Regions from separate parts of the Oryctolagus cuniculus genome. Here region 2 is linked to region 1. Evidence: chromatin contacts called from public Micro-C data. All regions are on one chromosome and are shown on one strand. The core of a region is the stretch at or near the end of the contact, and the rest is flanking DNA. Distances in the headings are between cores, read along the strand shown.

Evidence for each region. A called contact is a pair of places that touch in the nucleus more often than the background predicts.
Region 2: a contact with region 1 is called in a Micro-C map of ear pinna, with 5 times the contacts expected there. The contact joins the enhancer-like site here to the promoter of CLDN1 in region 1. A contact is called at or near these places in 6 of 6 Hi-C or Micro-C datasets (ear pinna, embryonic fibroblasts, liver and 3 more).

Annotation. Positions count from the first base shown.
Region 1 is chr4:89,262,313-89,269,325 of mOryCun1.1, forward strand. CLDN1 (claudin 1) reads left to right here and starts at 4,462. Exons shown (of 4, transcript NM_001089316.1): 1 at 4,462-4,673. The coding sequence starts at 4,462.
Region 2 is chr4:89,360,358-89,367,115 of mOryCun1.1, forward strand. No RefSeq gene overlaps it. Among named protein-coding and RNA genes, the nearest start is that of CLDN1, 97 kb to the left of the region's middle. Within about 2 kb of position 1,549, at least 1 of the 8 cell types and tissues checked has an H3K27ac peak or open chromatin away from gene starts, as enhancers often do. A contact at or near this core is called in ear pinna, where this site is marked.

The DNA.
Region 1 (7,013 bases), core at 3,212-5,711:
TCAAAAATTATATGTAGCTTCAAGGGACTTTTATGGTTTTGTTTTGCTTCTTTGTTTTTGGAATTTTTTTATTTATGTAGACATTGCTTTGAAATACAATATACATACAAAGAAATGCACACAAGTGTACAGATAAGTGATTTTTTTTCTAAGCACACTCATAACCAATATCCAAATTAAGAACAAAGCTACAGTACTGCAAAGATCCTCACTATTCCTGTCTCCATTTCTTTTTCTCTTTTTTAATATGAGAAAAGAAGAATTTATTGTCATTTCTATGGTACAAATGGTAGGATTTAGTGAAGCAATACTTATGAATAAAAACTAAGTAATATGAAATCCACACAATTTTTATACCCTCCTTATTAACTTCCATGAATAAGAGAAACATGATATTTGCTTTCTGGATCTGGCTTATCTTACATACCATAATGATCTCCAGTTGCATCCATTTTGTTGCAAATGTCAGGATTTTATTCTTTTTTCATAAATCTTTTATTAAAGATAATACAAGCTTCATGCATTTCATAAATACAAATCTGGAACATAGAGACTCTTCCCACTCTACACTCCCTCCCTCCCACACTCACTGTTTTAAGAAGTTATGGCAGGAGTGCATCAATGAGGGTTGGTGTTGTGGCATAGCAACTGTCTGTGATGTCAGCGTTGCATAAGGCCTCTGGTTGGAGTCCCAGCTGCTCAACTTGTGATCCAGCTCTTTGCTAGTGTTCCTGGGACAGCATTGGAGACTGGCCCAAGTGCTTGGGCCGCTGCACCCATGTGGGAGACCCAGGAGAAGTTCCTGGCTCCTGACTTCAGCCTGGCCCAACCCCAGCTATTGTGGTCTTTGGGGTGTGGACCAGCAGATGGAATATCTCTTTGTCTCTCCCTCTCTCTTTGTGTCTCCCCCCCACACTCTGTAACTCTGTCTTTCAAAAACATGAATAAAATATTTTTTTTAAAAAAAGGAATCCACCAATGGTATTTGCATGCTACACATTCATACTCTGATAAATTTTTCAAGCTCTAAATAATTACACAGCATATTGTATACTGAGTAACACATTTGTCCGTCCTGTTTTCATTACCTGGGAAGCCCTGAAAAAGTCACCATTAACATGGATCATCACTAAGTTGAAAATTAACACACCAGAGGTATTGTTACTCTCATTAACCATTTCTGAGAATCTCTCTTGAGAATTCATCTCACTACACTCACTTCTGCCTTTAGTATCACCTTTATTCCATCTGTTTGTAAATCTCTTCTACTTATTACTGGTTTCAGGGTCATGGCTAAGTCCACACATCAGTCATTTACGCACATGAGGTCAACCAGTGGGCTATTTGCTGCTTCCACAATACCTCTCTCCTCACATGACTGTGGATACCCAAGGCCCACAATTTCTGTGTGTTACAACAGAGACTGAGAGGGACATCACAGAGTGGAACCTCTCACCACTGCCTGGAGTTGGAAACACATAATGTGTCTCTCTTTCACACAGAGATAACATAGAAAAACCTAGCCGGAGTAGGCATGTAGGCCAGCAGTTGAGGCACCAGTTGGGTTCTCTTTACCCAGTATTAGAGCACTTAGGTTCCATACTCTGCTCCTGGTTTCAGCTTTCTGTTAATGCATGCCTTGAGAGGCAGCGGTGATGGCTCAAGTACTAAGGTTCCTGCCACCCACTTGTGAGACTTCCTACCTCCTAGATTCTGAACCAGTCCATCCCTGGTCATTGCAGGCATTCAGGGAGTGAACCTGTGGATGGGAGCACTCTGTCTTTGTCTCTCTCCCTCTTTTTGCCTCTCAAAATGACAGAAAAAAATACATAATTGTCAGCTACTATTGGAGTCATACAGCTTTAGACTTGGGTGGACTTTCAGAAGTCAACCTCTAACTTCTACTGGTAGGGAAACTGAGGCAAAAAAAGAAAGTAATTAATTTGAGGATACATAGTAAATTTCCCTACTTAACAGACTCGGACACTTACCACCATTGTCAGTCTTTCTAGAATGTTCTCCATCACAGAACTGACCTTATTATTTGTGCTCCAGGTCTGTGTTTGTTTTCTTCTGAGTTGCTGGATCTCTGCTAAGCCATTATCTCACCTGGACTCCAGCCTGAGACTAAGGACAGAAAACTAGACAAGATTAGGATGCCAGAGATGGACCTGGGTCACAGTGAAGCCAACGGCACTCACTTCAGCCTTGCAGACAGATCTGTGGGTGATGAAGTCATCAGCCTCACACAGACCAGGAATACAAAAACAAAAACACAGGGCCCTGCTGACCACAGAATCCATTCCTCTAATCCCCTGCCAACTCTAGGTTGATAGAAACAATCCTGATGCGGATTAAAAAGACATGTGTGATAGAATGTTTACTGGAATCAAATCTCAGCTTGGAAAAATAGTTTTAATTCTGAAAAGATTAAACAAAAAATAAAAAAGTTATGATCATGTGTATCACATCATACTCATGTAGTCCTGTAGCCAGCTCAGAACACCTCCTCTGATCTGGGAAATCAGTAAGGTCAACTGCAGCTGGTACTCCTTCATCCACACTGACAGGCTTCATTCACACTCCCAGAACATCCACCTGAACCCAGAAACTAGTCCTGACTATAGGTCCCGATGCTGGAGCTGCAGCATGGACATGGCTTGCACTACAGAGCTTACTTAGAGCTTTTGTGGGGTCTGAGGAAGCTGACAGAAGGCCGGCACTCACTTATGCTAACCTTGCTTACTCAAAATCAAATCTCTTCACCCAGCTCCTATCTTATCCTCTTCATTCCTCCCCATCCCACCCCATCCCCCACCACCCCATGCAGACCAGTCATTTAGCCTTAAGCCTTCACAAAAGGCATCTGGAGATAGGCAGGTGGAGGTGAGGGTGGTAGATGTTTTGTCACTCCTCTGATTCCCACTCTGAACACTTTTACTATTCCTTCCTTGCCACACACTTGTAGCTCCCATAATATATATGAGCACATCTTGTTTTCCTCTTTGTATGCTTGTTTCTGCCTCCTAAATGCTTCCGTTTTTACTAAAACCATAGAAACTTCTCCTCCCACCACACTTACACCACACACAAGAAACAGTTGGGAAAACATTGTAATTGTTCCCAACCACAGCACCACTTCTGAATAACTATGAGGAGGAAAGCTTTGAGAGATCCATAAGGGAAACTAAAGGCTCAACTAGACCAAAACATGAGGGGGCGGCACAGACAGCGACTGTAAAAGTCAGAGCCAGAACCCAAACTTCCTAAATCCCAGCCCTGTCCTCCTGGCACTGCAGAGAGATTGTTCTGATGCACTCACCTTGGATGAATGACATTCGATAATCCATTAATGCAACAGCCTAGAGCAGGACTGGGATGCTGGCTGGGTCCCTCTGCTAATGAAGTGCTGCTGTAAGACAGACTGCTGTGGTGAAGATTGGGGTGTGTGTGGGTGTGTGTGTGTGGGTGTGTGTGGGTGTGTGGTGGACTGAGCTGCCTCCATTTTCAAATGGCCCATAACAGATGATAGAATTGATTTAAGAGTGGTACTTCAGGGAGTAGAAGGCAGAGTGAGGCAAGAACTGTGCACACTACCAGCTTGCTGTGTGATTCTATGGAAAACACGTTTCCTCTTTGGATCTCAAGTTCCTTCTATAGAACGTGCAAAGATCTCTAAAGACCCTCACGTTGGGAAGACCTTGAAATGGTAGAGCAGCAGCACAGGAGAAATGGCAGGCAGTTGAACAAGGAAGAGGAAATGTGTGTGGGAAGGATGCAGTTAGACAGCAATTATTTTTAATAAGATCCAGGGGAAAAAATTAAAAAGGGAAACCGGAGAAAGCAAAACAGAGAAATAGAAGCTCTTGAGGACTCCATTTTTCCCCTCGATGAATTTTTATTGTTTGCATACTAGTACATAGTATTTTGGGGGTAAATGTCGAGTAAATGAATGAACAGCCCGAGAAGCCTGCCAAGAGTGAGAAGAGATTAGGAAGCAGCGGCCCAGCAGCATTCCTGGTGCCTGGTCCTCTTCAGGGGTGGTCCTCACAACACCTAGAACATTCCCTCCAGGGACTCCTGGCTGCCTCAGACACCTGCGCGCCCCGCCGCCCTCCATGTGGGCCACCGTGAAACCGCCAGGGGGCGCTGACTGGCTGCGGCCGGAACGAAGCTGCTTGCTTTAAATTGCAGCGCCCAGCGGTTCTGCGTTTCAGTCCCCGACCCTGGGAGCAACGACAACTTCTCGCGTTTCAACTCCAGCGCCAAGCAAGACGCGGATCTGGACTCCTACCCAAAGCCTCCCCAGCGGCGGCGCAACGAGTAGACCTCCACGCAGTAACTTCCTAGGCTCGGCCCAGCTACCTCTGGGAGCCCCAAGTGCGCACCTGCAAACTCTCCGCCTTCTACACCTGCCAACCCTGAGCCAGCGCGGGCGCCAGAGCGAGCCATGGCCAACGCGGGTCTGCAGCTGTTGGGCTTCATCCTGGCCTTCCTGGGTTGGATCGGCTCCATCGTCAGCACCGCCCTGCCTCAATGGAAGATTTACTCCTATGCCGGCGACAGCATCGTGACCGCCCAAGCCATCTACGAGGGGCTTTGGATGTCTTGTGTGTCGCAGAGCACCGGGCAGATCCAGTGCAAAGTCTTCGACTCTTTGCTGAATCTCAACAGTGAGTGCATCCCCCAACCCACAACCGCTGCCCAGAGTCCCCAACCCCTACTGGCCATTTATTCTGTTTTGTGACAACCTTGTTATCAGTTTTTAGTTGATCCAAGTCTTCTGATCATGTGTTTTGTCATGAGGAAGTGAAGAGTACCTTGGCTTGGGAAAAGCAGACACCCAGCCTAAGCTGCAGTTTCGCCTCTGACTCGCTGGTAAAACTTTTCTCCCCTCTAGGCAGAATTTTATTTTAAATTCCCGTGAGGGTGGGTGGAAATTGGGATATTGAAGACCAGGTTTGAACTTGACAGCTTATTCTTCTTCTGGTTCTTGTAAGATTCTGCATATCTTGAGGATTGATTGGTAGGGTTCAGGCATAAAAATTGTATACTTGGTAATTCTTCCAAGTGCGTAAAGTTAAATAGATAATCCAAAATTATTAAATAAGATATATTTTCAATAAATCTTTACTATGGCTTCTTAGAAAAAATATTTAAGTCTTTCAAAGGGAGGGGGGAGAAAGAGGAGAAAGAATCTTCCATCTGTTAATTCACTCAACAGTTAGGGCTGGACCCAGGGGAAGCTAGGAACTCAGAACTCCACCCAGGTCTCCTACATGGGTGGTAGAGACCCAATATTTGAACCACCATCTGCTGCCTCCCAGGGTGCACATTAGCAAAATACTGGAATTGAGAAGGGAGCCAAGACTCAAACCCAAGCACTCAGATAGGAAATGCAGGTGTTCAAAGCAGCATCTTAACACCTGCACCAAACACCCACCCTAACTTTTCACAATAAAAGTCAGATTCCCACATCATAGGTTCCATCTCAGTCAGTGTCTTCTACCACGTTTGTGGTGGCCTCTCTCTCTCTCTTTCTTTCTTTCTCTCTCTCTCTCTCTCTCTCTCTCTCTCTTTCTTTCTTCCTCTATTTACTTCTTTTTTTTTTGTTTTAAGATACAGTAATTCCAGGAAAGTCCCTTCCAAGACTCTCTGATGAAGCTTCTAGAGATTTACTTTGGAACCTGGGTCCTCAGAAGAGGCAGAAAGTTTATTTCCAAAAGGGAAGGTTAATGACACATTGAAAAGATTATCAAGCAAAATTGTTTTGTAACCTCCCCAAATAACATGAAGGGAAGTAAAATAGGTCTTAAGGAAAATGGAGTCAAGAAGACAGAGTTGGCGAAGGCCCAGATCAGCTGGAAAAGAGAGGCGATGAGAAGAGGGGGCTCTCCACATTCGCACCTGTGGTGTGGGAATTTCTGTGTGATAGGTGTCTGCCATTGGTCAAGCTGGAAAGAATTATGTGGAGAGGAATATTTCTAAGGATGTTCAATATGAAGATATTGGATGACTCCCCTGTTTTAGATAAAAGGTTTCAGTATCATGTCAGAAAACTGCCTCATTCTCACTTATCACCTTGAAGAAAAGCTTCCTTAGTCTTCTCCTAAATAAACAAGACTGCATCTGCCCCATTGTGTGCCCAGTGTGGGAAGCGCTGGCACTACTCATATCTACTGCGTTTGCTTTGTCCACCTCCTGGCCAGGGATGACTACTGACAGTGCATGTGAAAAGCCGAATAGTTATTAAATACATTCCAAATCCACTTTAGTAACTTGAACACCTGTAGAATTTGGTCAGGTTGTATGATGGTTTTGAGTGTTGTCATTGTAACTTTTCAAGGTTCTCATGTTAGAACTACTTTATAGCAAGACTAATCTAAAAGGTCAATCATTAAGGGATGCTTGTTGACCTCCTGAGTTATAATTATACCTTCTAAGTGAGTAGTTGGAAAATACTCATTAAATTTCCCCCATGAAAAAGTTAATACCTTTGAGAAATGTATTAACACACAATTTTAGAGAATTCCTTCCTGTTTTATTTTGTGTTAATGCAAACAAGATTTTGCTTTTGGTTTTGGTTGAAGCCATAGTTTATCCAAGGTGAGACTGAGGCCTTTCTCGAAAAACCAATTCCCAGAGGAGGGAAACTTGACTCACAGGTTCTCTCTTCTAACCTACCGATGACTCACTGGATGCCTTTGGCTGGAGCTAAGAAACTCTGTCTCTGTTTCTCCACCTGGGAAGTGATATTGACGCCCACCAGATGTAGACATCTGGTGATGATTCATTGGCTGGTTTTGGTATAGTTCTGTGACATAGAGAGATGAAAAGAATCATCTCTGTGTCTATAAGTAATGTACCTCATAAAAAATTGAGTTTCATAAAATGCTTTTAGATGAAAAGCTGGTCCATAGGTTTCCTGAAATTATACTTTACTCTCTTTGCCAGTGGAAACTATTTGGCATCTGAGAGTCTAGATGCAGGAATTTATCAAGGTTTTAGCACTG
Region 2 (6,758 bases), core at 299-2,798, 95 kb after region 1:
CCTGACAGTTACAGCCAGCATTTAGGCAGTGAAATAGCAGATTCAGGAAATCTCTTTCAAACCTCTCTCTCCTCTCTCTCCTTTCAAATAAATACATGATACTTAACATACATAAAAAAGAAACTAATGAGAATATATGACATCTATTTATTGTTGATATCTCTTCACTTTACAGCATCTGCATCAAGTAGGGACTATTGCAAAACTCGAGTTAGTTGCTAAATGAACATTTCTCTGATCCTGACTTCTGGGAAGCTCTTTCATTTGGTGAAGTATTTGCTTCTGTAGCACTCAGAATAGTCTTGCTTTTAGTTCCAATAGCACTTCATTTTGTGTTCTTCATCCCAAATATTTTCATCTCACTTTTAAATCTTCCATTTTGCAACACTGAACACTGGACTCCTTTACAGAATCTCTATATGTTTTTAGGTACCTGCACTCTCAAGCCAACTTCCCTGTAATATCAGTCATGGGAATAATCATTATTTTTTGTCAGAATTGTTTGACATATTTTCATAGATGTAGCAATATAGGAAAGAACTTAAGATATAGTTGTGTAGAAAAAATAATATTATTTCTAAAAGTGTCTTCTTTTAATTTCCACATTACTTTTCCTAAGTCACTTGTGCCACAAATACTGATTTCTTTAAAAAAAAAAGAAAGAAAGAAAGAAAAAAGTAAGCCAGTCTTCTGGGGCAGGGCATTGAAGCTCAGTAGATTAAGCCTTGATTGGGACACCCACATCCCATATCAGAGTGTCAGAGTCTCAATTATTCCATCTTCTTGTTAATACATCCTGAGAAACAACAGATAAGGCCCAAATGCTTGGGCCATGTTACTCACATGGAAGTTGCAGATGGAGTTTCAGTTTCTTTGCCCTGGCTGTGCCCCAATTTATGTGGGTGTTTGAGAACTGAACAATTGTATGGAAGATCTCTCTCCCATACTCTGTTGCTCTACCTTTCAAATAGATGAAAATAAACTGTTTAAGAAGTCTTCTGACGGTTTACTACACATATCTACATTGCATACTAGCAAGGCACTTTTAAAGTGAAAAAGGGTGGACCTGTGTTTGGAAGTGAGGAACTCTTTTCATGGAGGTTGGAAAACAAGTCCCACAGGTTTAGATAAGGCCCCTGGGGTACAGAGGCAGCCTCAAAGAACCACAGAGTTGGAAGGATATAATCATGACTTGCCAACTCACACTTCAGGAGCAAGGCCTAACATTGGTTTCCTTGAGAAAGATACTCCCATTTAAATGGTGACTTATGATTGCACCTATATGTTTCTGAATGAGTAAGAAATTGGTATTATAAGAGCTTGTAAAATCATACAAACAAGTAAAACATAATCTAGTAAAAGAGATTGATGAGTTCCCAGTAGGGGAGATTTACAGTTGCACAAGTAACTCTAAAAGAAGCAAAACACCCAAGTACTCTACTAGAGACATAAGCTATGAACTGTGGTTATATCTTATTATCAAGGGAAGCTTCAGAAAATGTTTGCAGTGAATAATGTCTGGGGTCTGGAAAGTTAGAGTTGGTAAAGAACATTCATGCTGAAAGCACACTGTTAAATAGAGACCTGTGGGCATCTGTATGTAAGAATGATAATAAAATAGTTCAGTGTCTCTTGTAAGCTCCAGCGATGGACAGAAAGACTTGGTGGGGAATAAAATGACATTTTTATGAACTAAACAGGAACAACCATCTAGGATTTGTTTTTACTTGGTGAGTGACTCTGAGTCTAGGTAAGAATGGAGGATTTTATAGACACCTTACCTTAAAGTTCTCTAAGGTTTGTCTGTGTCTTCTGTGCTGTACCCTAGCAGTAGAGAAGAAGAAAGAGGTATTATAGGGCCACACTTCTCCACCTAGAAAATCAGCTAAGCTCACTCATGAGGATTTTAAGGTATATAATATAAAAGTCTCATCTCAATAGCACTAAAGTTTGCACATTTGACATGCAAAGAAGTTTCAGAAGACAATTTTAATTTCTGTAATATTCCTTGAATTCTTCATTATTTGGTTTGTCCTCCCTCCCTTCCTACCTTCCCTCATTCCTTCTCTCCTTCCTTCCTTCCTTTCTCTCTCCCTCTATCTTCTCCCTTCCTCCCTCACTTCCTCTTTCTCTTTCCTTTACATGTATTTTCTATTAAGTGAGGAGTGGTTAATCCTGTATTTCTCACCTATAAACATCCCTGATGATGAGCCTTTTCAAATCACTTCCTGTTTACTACTATCCCAAACATGTTTTCAATGACAAGGTGGGCATTTTTCAATAAAGACAAAGGTGGAGAACATTCAGTTGTGTGTTTCAAGCATTTCTAGTAAGTGAATCAGGCCTCCACCTGACAAAGTAAGTCGACTCTTGACTCCAAGTGACCCTTCAAACTGCCATGCGGGAGCAACCTTCAAAAGTCTAGTTAGCTGTGAATTGAGTAACTCCAGGTGGCACCTATAATGGTGGTACTGTGATGATGGAATCAGTCAAGAATGAATTAACAGAATGATTTTAGAAAGGTTGATGTCATTTAAAACCTCAATCATCCAAATAAAAAAAAAGAATGTGAAATGGTAACTTCCTGTGCCATCTCCCTTAGGGTCTGAATGTCCACAGAAAGAGACCATTCTTCCTCTGTTTCAGTGATGTTTCTGTATCACAAGGAGGGGTAATTTGAATAATGCTTGAGCTCAGACCTGGTTTCACGGTGAGGCCTCATATTCAGTACCTGAGAAACAGAGATTGTACAGAAAGAACAGAAGAGAGCTACACTGGGAGAATTATATGCTTTAGAATCAGAAAGTCCACATTTATATCCCTCATTCAGCTGCCACCCTAGTTATGCCTCTCTGTCTAAATTTACTTGAGTTTTTCTAGATAATGGAATATGAGGAAGGCAAACAGTTAACAATACTGGGTTTTTTGTTGTTTTTTTTTTTAAAGATTTATTTATTTATTTAAAAGTCAGAGTTACAGAGAGAAAGAAGGAGAATGGGGGGGGAGGGGTGTCTTTCACCCACTGGTTCACTCCCCAGTTGGCTGCAATGGCTAGAGTTGCGCTGATCTGAAGCCAGGAGCCAGGAGCTTCGTCTGGGTCTTCCACATGGATTCAGGGGCCCAAGAACTTGGGCCATCTTCTACTTCTTTCCCAGGCACATTAGCAGGGAGCTAGATTGGAAGTGGAGCAGTCAGGATTCGAACTGGCACCCATATGGGATGACAGTACTGCAGGCAGCCACTTAACCAGCTACACCACAGTGCCAGCCTCAATAATACTGATAGAAAAAACTTAAGAATAAAATAGCATCATACGTCTAGAAGTACCTCATAGACTAGTGAGTCCCAAACTGTAATAAAAATCACCCAGGGATCTTATTAAAATATACATCCCTATTTGGTAGGGCTAAGATGACGCCAAGGAAATCTGCCTTTCTAACCAACTCCCAGGTAATCTTCCAGGCTACTGGTGTACTGAGCACTTTCAAAAGAGCCAGGTGATAGAAATAATGTTCTAAATTCCTTGGATGCCATTAACTGATTTTAACAAGCTATCAAGGAAGGCTATTTTAGCCTTTACATTTTAATTCTTTCCCTCCTTCCCTCCTTCACCAACTTCTACCCTAACCCTCCACACTATCCCACATATCTGGCAGTAACATAGGGGCTCAATTTTCATGACTAGCCCTATTTTAAATGGCAACCAATAGCTTCACTGAAGAGTAGGCAATGGGGAAAATGGCTTTTTCACTAGGACTTACGTGCAATGTTTTCAGAATTATCTCTGTAATCTAAGATATTTTAGAATGATGATGAGGCAAAAGAAAAAATTCTTTAGAGAGACTTTCTAATTTGCAAGAGAATTAGAGAGGATTTTTATTAAATAGAAGCTTTTTCATAGATCCACTAAGTTTCTAAGAAACTTTTTGTTCTATGACATTTCTATATCATATACTTTTTTTTTTTTTTTTTTTTGAAAGGCAGAGTGGACAGTGAGAGAGAGAGACAGAGAGAAAGGTCTTCTTTTGCCGTTGGTTCACCCTCCAATGGCCGCCATGGCTGGTGCACCGCGATGATCCGAAGGCAGGAGCCAGGTGCTTCTCCTGGTCTCCCATGCGGGTGCAGGGCCCAAGCACTTGGGCCATCCTCCACTGCACTCCCTGGCCACAGCAGAGAGCTGGCCTGGAAGAGGGGCAACCGGGACAGAATCTGGCACCCCAACTGGGATTAGAACCCAGTGTGCCGGCGCCGCTAGAAGGAGGATTAGCCTATTGAGCCGCGGCGCTGGCCCTATACCATATACTTTTATGACTTAAGTATTTGTGTAATTTATGTAATATTTTTACTATTTTCAGGGCACTTTCTCATGAGACACCTCAGTTATTCTTTAAAAAAGGTAGGCTGGGCAAGTATCATTAGCTCATTATACAGATGACAAACTGGAATGCAGGATAATGAAGTGAGTTGCTCAAGGCCATACTTATATGGTTGCTAAGAACACTAAGACAAAGTTCATTTCTGAGTCTTAGTACAGTGCTCTTTCTACAGTGACAAAAAATTATGGTTTGGCTGTTGAACCCTGGTTAAGATAAGACTCCCAGCAGCAGAACATGAAAGGTGGCAAATGTCATAGGTGGGGTTACTGTGGGGCTCATGGTTTTCAGGGAGCTTGTGAATGCAGATATCTATCACTCTAATCAGATTAAAACTTACTCCAACCCTGAATTTTCAGATGATTCACTTGCTTGTTTCATTTCCAGCCAAGAATGCAATGTCCTATTCCTTTTGGAATGTTTACAGATGAGAGTGCCTGTGGGTGGAGTACAACTTGATTATTACAATCATCCAAAATGAGTGCTTAGCTTTCTACTCTCTAAAAATACTCTGCTTACCTACTCCATGATATGTCTCTGACCACTCCTACTCACAGTGACCTCTTTCTCTCTTCCTCTTTGAATGTGTCTATGCAGTAGTATCTGAGGGTATCAGTGTGTGTGTGTGTGTGTGTGTGTATGTTCCATGTGAAATGAAATTAATTTTTGTTTTGGCATGGACAAATATTTTTTTCATGTTTTCCTTAAACATGGGGAATGAGAAATTGGGAATGAGAAATTCCTACTGTAGAAACTATATCGAATTTGACTCCAGATGATCTGGATTAGCTACTCAACAGGCATGTGATCCTGAATCACTTTAAATTTGACCACTTAACTCTGACCATTTTTGTTTCCTCATCTAAAAAATGAGCATAATAGTATATACTTCAGCGTAATGTCATGAAAAGTAAATGAAATAACATATGCAAAAGCATTCTTCAAATTTATTAGAACTGTAAAATTTAAAGAATGCATTTGTACTTACTTTAAGAATAATTTACATTAAGTGTGAAGAGTCTGCTGGTAACATGTCACACAAATGCATGTACTCGACACAAAGCACTGTACATTGTATGTCTTGCTATGTAAAGTAATAGAGGCCGGTGCTTCGGCTCAATAGGCTAATCCACCTAGCGGCGCCGGCACACCGGGTTCTAGTCCCAGTGGGGGTGCCGGATTCTGTCCCGGTTGCCTCTCTTCCAGTACAGCTCTCTGCTGTGGCCTGGGAGTGCAGTGGAGGATGGCCCAGGTCCTTGGGCCCTGCACCCGCATGGGAGACCAGGAGAAGCACCTGGCTCCTGGCTTTGGATCAGCGCGGTGCGTGGGCCACAGCAGCCATTGGAGGGTGAACCAACAGTAAAGGAAGACCTTTCTCTCTCTCTCTCTCTCACTGTCCACTCTGCCTGTCCAAAAAAAAAGTAAAGTAAGGCAGACAAATGGAAACTGCCTGATGAAAGGATGCTTTTGCAAAATGGGGAAAATAAAAGGTGTATCATTCAATGAAAATTAATAAAATGAAAATGCCAAAAGATTTTGTTAAGAGCTGCTACCACTGCGGTTGAAACCCAGACACTAGGATTCAGGTTTTGGCCAAGGAAATCCTCTTATGAATTCTCAGTATTTTTGCAGAACTATTAACTGAAACAACAAAACTATAAAAACCTCTAAGGGGTGGAACATGATCTATTGTCTGGAATGAGGATCTTGACAAAAACAGAACTCACATTCCTATCAGCTCCTCTGGAAGTGATTCTAAAAACTCAAGTCCACCTTTCCCACTTACCCACCTTTCTGCTGCTGTCACATCAAATACTTCCTGTTTCTGTCCTTGAGACCACTCTATAGCACTTTCCTCTTTCCTACAGTCAACTAACCCCCATCATACTCTTTAACAACTACTAGGTGTTAATAGCTACCAGGTGTTAAGAAATTGGTCATCTTCCTGTCTGTAACTCCAAATACATCTTGCAAGGAGGTCATTTTGTTTACATCTTTCAGAAACCAGACCTCAAGTATCTAAGTACTTTGCTTAAGTCCTTCTGTGGATCAGGCTGAATCAGGACTCAAACTGGGGCCCTGTGAGGACCTGCTCCTACTAAGATATAGCAATGCCTCTCTGTCAAAGCCTCACCCGCTTTTCTTTTAAAACTGTTTTGCTTTGGGAGCAAGTGTTTACCCTAGTTGTAGATACTTGAATCCCACATCTGCATACCTGGGTTTAAATCCTGGCTCAAGCTTTTGACTCCATCTTCCTGATATTGCAGACCATCTGTGTCAACAATGATGGCTTCAGTGATCAGGTTCCTGCCACCCATTTGGGAGACCTGGGTTATGTTCCTAGCTCCTGACTCTGGTCCCACCCCAGAACTAGCCATTAGAATC